Linked DNA regions of Ovis aries: region 2 is linked to region 1. Evidence: chromatin contacts called from public Hi-C data. All regions are on one chromosome and are shown on one strand. The core of a region is the stretch at or near the end of the contact, and the rest is flanking DNA. Distances in the headings are between cores, read along the strand shown.

The links. A called contact is a pair of places that touch in the nucleus more often than the background predicts.
Region 2: a Hi-C map of hypothalamus shows a contact between it and region 1, with 4 times the contacts expected there. The contact joins the promoter of CITED1 here to the enhancer-like site in region 1. A contact is called at or near these places in 2 of 16 Hi-C or Micro-C datasets (hypothalamus and tail adipose tissue).

The regions. Positions count from the first base shown.
Region 1 is chrX:64,829,731-64,832,430 of ARS-UI_Ramb_v3.0, reverse strand. No RefSeq gene overlaps it. Among named protein-coding and RNA genes, the nearest start is that of ERCC6L, 15 kb to the right of the region's middle. Within about 2 kb of position 1,445, at least 6 of the 54 cell types and tissues checked have an H3K27ac peak or open chromatin away from gene starts, as enhancers often do. A contact at or near this core is called in hypothalamus, where this site is marked.
Region 2 is chrX:64,899,007-64,901,706 of ARS-UI_Ramb_v3.0, reverse strand. CITED1 (Cbp/p300 interacting transactivator with Glu/Asp rich carboxy-terminal domain 1) reads left to right here and starts at 1,302. Exons shown (of 3, transcript XM_004022187.6): 1 at 1,302-1,440. LOC121818200 (a long non-coding RNA gene) reads right to left here and starts at 2,432. Exons shown (of 3, transcript XR_009598891.1): 1 at 2,231-2,432; 2 at 1-36.

The DNA of each region.
Region 1 (2,700 bases), core at 196-2,695:
CTTTCAAAACTGCACGATCCAATTCCTTTTAATAAATCTTTTAATGTATATATACACATCCTATTTTATTGGTTCTGTTTTTCTGGGGAACCCAGACAAATACACCAACCAACAGTACACCTTTGTTACTTAAGGAAAAAGTTGTTGGTCTCCCATCACATCAACGTAAACTTTCCGAAGGCACAGATTTTTTGTGTTTTGTTCACTGCTGTATCTTCAGCACAATGCTTCGTGCTTAATAAACATGTTGAATGAATGATGGCCCTTGTCTTTTGTGTGTCTCCCAGGAGTCTGTGACATGCTCCACCACAGACTGGCCTTTGCATCCCCAATGCCAGGCAAAGCAACTTTCACCAAAGGTTCCCAGTACGTATTGAACAAAATGCCTTGATACGATCCATCCAGAATGCTGAACCAAAGAGGTATGCTTCCAGAACCAAAGAGGTATGGACAAAGAATGTTGGCCTGCCATTCCAGTAAACATAAAATGTTGCCGCCATCAAGCCCTGCAGCCTCCCCATCCCACCCCCAAGGCCGCCTGACATGGTGCACCCTGAGGGGAATTCAGATGGAGAAAAACAGAAAACATTCCCTTGCTTTGGAGATTGACTGGCCTTAGATAGTTAAGATGCATATCTAAGGAAGAATTTCAGTGACCTAGGACTCCTGCATCTTCTCAGAAGTAGAAAGATCACTAAAACAATTAACTGAGATATCTGATCCTCATGACTAGCAGTAACTTTTCCCAAGATGTGGACTGAAGTCACTCAGTCACCTCTGTCCATTGGATTCTCCAGGCAAGAATACTGGAGTGGGTTGCCATTTCCTTCTCCAGGGTATCTTCCCAACCCAGGGATTGAACCTGGGTCTCCTGCATTGCAGGCAGAGGCTTTATCCTCTGAGCCACCAGGGAAGCCCATACATTCCCAAGATGCATGCTTGACATTACCTATTTCTCAGGGAAAAAAAAAATTCCTGTGTGTCCTGACTTCTCCTTAGGAGCAGTTCCTGAGAGCTATGTGAGAGGTTGACTCTCAGGCTATAGTCCTCAATAAGGTTTTCTTCCCCGCCCCATCCCATGTCCGCCTCCCCGCAAAAAACAACTTGAAACTGTTAGGCTGTGTGTTTTTCTTCAAAGGGCACAGGACTGAGTCCTCCACAGGACTCAGTACCGAATGCAGGAAGACGCCCTGTTTTCCCCACTCCTCCTTGAAACCCCAGCCTCGATCGCCTCTGCTCGACCTCCCTCCCTCCGTTGCCCCTTTCCTTCCCCCAGCCAAGCCCTCCTCGCCCGCCCGGGTACAGGCGATTATCTGAGGATGGTAATCATTGCGAGTAAATTGGAAGTTGTTTTGCACAGGGCTGTGTCCCACGCAGGTCGATTTGTATGCTTCCTGGGCACTTGTGGCACTCCAGAAACGCCATAGCAACGGCCCCGGCGCTGCCGGGTTCCGGGCGGCGGGTAGGGCTCCCTGCCACAGAGGCCCTCCCAGCCCAGCCTCCGTTTCCCGGTAACTCCCGCCGGATGCTATGCTGACCCGCATGCGGGCTGTTGTGGGGCAGAAACCAGATAATGGTTGAAGCAATCTGTAAAAGTGTAAATCGCAGGCTAGTTATGAGAACAATGACTATTCTGCGTGGAATGGTCTCCTTTCCCATTTGTTTCTCCCTGCCTTTCTGCGACTCCCCCCCCCCTCAACCAGCGCCTGCCATATTCCCCCGCCGCCTCAGGAGCAGGGGCCCTGCTGGCCAGCCTTTACTCAGTGCAAAAATCACGGCCCTGGAACACCTTTTAGTGATGCGGCCCACAGAGACACCGCCAGCTCATCCCGCGGGGGCCGAGCCGCTGATTAAATTGTATTTACTCTGCCTTTCAGTCATTCAGTTGGGCTGGGACGAGGCCAGCTGGAATTAGTGACAACTTTGAAGCATATTGACAAAGAAAGGCCGTTTTATTGCCTGCAATGACACGCGATAATTCAAAGGAAGCTCCCGAGTGTTCCAAAGGAGAGCCTTAATTAGTGAATAGATACCAGATACCACTTTTGCTAATTGTTTGGATAGATGCAGACCTTAAAAGTCCTTTAAAAATCAGTTTTGAGATGAAAAGCAAGAAGGCCTTCCTTCTGCAATAGCCTCTTCTCTCTCTCTAAATCTGAGATCCTGACCAGGACAAAGCTTTGAAAACAAGAAAGTACTATTGAACTATTCATTCATTCCAAACATTTTTTAAGCACCTACTATGCACCAGAACTATTGCAGGTATTGAAGATCCAAATATGCAGCTAATGTTCTAGAGGAGGAACAGATGATATAGAAGTAAATAAAAAGGAAATAATTTTAAATAATAGTAAGGGCTGCAAAGAATATAAACAGGAAGGTCTTGAGGGAGAGGTGGCTGAGATCTGAATGATAAGGTGGAGCCAGCCATACTAAGATTTTAGGGGAAAGTGTTCCTGGCAGAGGGAATAGCAAATGCAAAGATTGTGGAAATGGGCTTGGTGGTTCAAAGAAGAGAAATAAAGCCAATGTGGTTAAGGCAAACTGAACAAACAGGATGAGATTTGGACCAGCCAGGTCACTAGGGACTTACAGCCACAGTAAGGAGTTTGGTTCATTTTTTTCAGTGCATTGTGAACTCACGGAAAGGTCTTAAGCAAAGGCGTGATGTGATCTGGTTTATATTTTTTAAAAAGATTA
Region 2 (2,700 bases), core at 53-2,552, 69 kb before region 1:
TTTGTTCAAAGAGCGAATGCAGGGCACTTTGGGGTACTAAAGAAAAAAAAAAAAAGAATAAGAAAGAAAAGGAAAGGAAAAGACCTTTAGGTCTTCAAATCCAATTAAGAAGACAGAACACATACATAGTGAAAACGACTTCATGACATTCCCTCCCCACTTTTTTCTTAACATCAGGACTTGTAAAAAGGAGCATGTTTTATAAACACTGTAAATGGAGTAGTTGTTGCTGAAAGGGGCCAAAAAGGGGAGGGGGGAGTTCGGTTAGAAGGGTAATAATCCTGGTAGCCTTCCTGGAGGAGGCGAGAGAAGCACGAACTAAAATGAAGAAGACTGGAACCTCCTAAACGAAAAGATTTGTAAGATAACATCCCAACCCAAGAAAGATGTGATCCTAATAGAAAATGTTATTCTTTTTACTTGGGAATGATTATATAATGATCATAAAGTAACCTGGCATACTGGGAAGGCAAGAGGAATCCCTGCGAGCCCCCAGGCAAGCTCTTCCTACTCTGTTCCATTCTGGGCCTTTTGGCTGTGCCTTGTGAGCTGTACCTGGCCCCACGATCCTTGACCCATCGCCACGAAGCAACCTGCCAGCCTCCTTCAGCCCACAGGAGAGAATCCCTTGAAACTGATCCCAGCTCAGATCTTCGAGGAAAATAAATCACTGCTGCCAGCCAGCTTCCATGAAGCTCTGTCTGGAATCTGGCGACTTTAAGGGGAAAGGGACCCCTCAGCCTCAGCCCTTCAACCAGGGATATGGTGCAGCCCAAAGCGGGCAGACAGGCTCCTAGAAAGCCCTGCACAAAACCCAAATTGTGCCCCTTGGGCCCCGTCCCGTGTGTGTGTGTCCCCATCCCCCGGGTCATTTCCTGAGCCCATAACTCTCCTTTCAAACCCCCTGAAGCCCGCTCTGACCACCCTCTATATATAGGTCAGAAAACAGACACTAACAGCTCTCCCTCGCCTCAGCGAAATTACTAAGTGCAATTTATTGGGCAAGTCCATGCAGGGCGGTGGGGAGAGATCGTGCCCCAGGCCCGGGCCCCCTCCTGCTTTAGAAAAGCAGGCGTCGGCCGGGGGCTCGGGGCTCGGGGCGACCACGGCCTGGGCCCGCCAGCTGCACCCCGCGAGCCGTGACCGGTCCCCAGCGCCGGCGGACCCGCGGGGCCGCTCGGACTCCGTTCCCCAGCCGGCCCTTCGCTTTCACACGATCCGCTGTGACTGCACCAGCTCGAGCGCCTTTAAAGGGCCACACACGCCAGCCGCCGCTATAAAATGGTCCCAGCGGCATAGCTGCAGAAGGGGCACCGCTGAGCTGCCGAGAGGAGGCTCGCTCCGCCCGGCTGCCCGCCCACAGACAGCCGGCGAGGGGTAGTTTCTGGCAAGGGGGAAAAAAAGGGCTGAAGAAGGCGCAGCACCCGCTCTGGCCCTTGGGTGAGTATCCAGTTCAGATTTTGCCACCAACTCGCCCACGAGCCAGGACATGTGCTAATAATGCCCTGAGCCGGTTATAAAGACGTGGAAATTGGGGGGAGACAGAAAAGGGGGGGAAAGGGTCTGTCCTTCCTGGGATTCCTAGCCGAGGCCAGCCTGCTGCTGTGTGCGTGTGCGTCAGGGCTCTCCGGGCAGCAATGGGGGCTTGAGAGCCGGTTCCCTCGCGCCGGGAAGGGAGCGCGGTGGCCGCCGCCGCCCCGGAGTCAGGCGCCGAAGCTGCGGGCGGGCAGGCGGGCGGGCACGGGCGCTGGCTGGGGCTGCTTGGCGCGGCACGGTGCGGTGCGGCGGCGGCGCGGCGCGGCGTGGCGGTGCGGGCTTTTCCCAGGCGCCCCGGGGTCGGGTGGCACTGAGCGCGACCGGCTCGCGGCGGCGGTGGCGGCGTGCGTGCTAGGGGCTGGGGGCTCCGCCGCTGTGCCCGCGGCTCACCGGGCTCCGCGCTTCCCTCTCTCCAGGGCAGGCGGCTTCGCGGAGGTAAGCCGGGCCGCCCGGCAGGGCGCTGGGCTGGGCGGCGGGGCCGGGGACTCCAGCTGAGGGGGCGCGGGGAGCGAGCGGGGGCCGGGCTGGCTGTGGGGCTCTGGGGGACTTATTTTCTGTTTGGAAGCTGCTCTGCTGGGAGCGGAGGGGCCGCCACCCGCCCGCCCTCCAGCCAGCGTGCCGGTTCGCTCGCCAGCGCGCCCGTCTGCCGGCCAGCCGGGCCGAGCGCCCGCTTCTCCCCCGGAGACAGCAGCACCTTTTCTCCCCGCGCCCGCGCTTTCTCCAGCTTGGCTTCCACCGACTTTGCTAATCACCCGGACCGCATCTGGACGCTCCGACTCTAGGGCTGCACAAAGCTCAGGTTTCCTTCAGGGGCTGAAGGCGAGAGGGGCTTTTCGGGCCGAGTTCAGCGGAATTGAGGGATGGAAGTTAGCGAATTCGGGCAACTTGCCTTTACTGCCCAGTCGACCTCTGCTCTCCCCCACACTCACGCCCACACACACGCCCCCACACGCACACACCCCTCTGCCTATAAATGCCAGTGGCTGGGCTGGGCCGCTCACGGAGTCCCAGCCTCAGCGAGCTCAGGACTTGGAGGAAGACAGATCTGGCTGCGAATCCCGGCTCGCCACTTTCTAGCGCTGTGACCTTGGGCAAGTTACTGAACCTCTCTCACTCTTCTCGTAGCTGAGTGATAGCACTGACCACAGGCGACTTCGCTCGGGG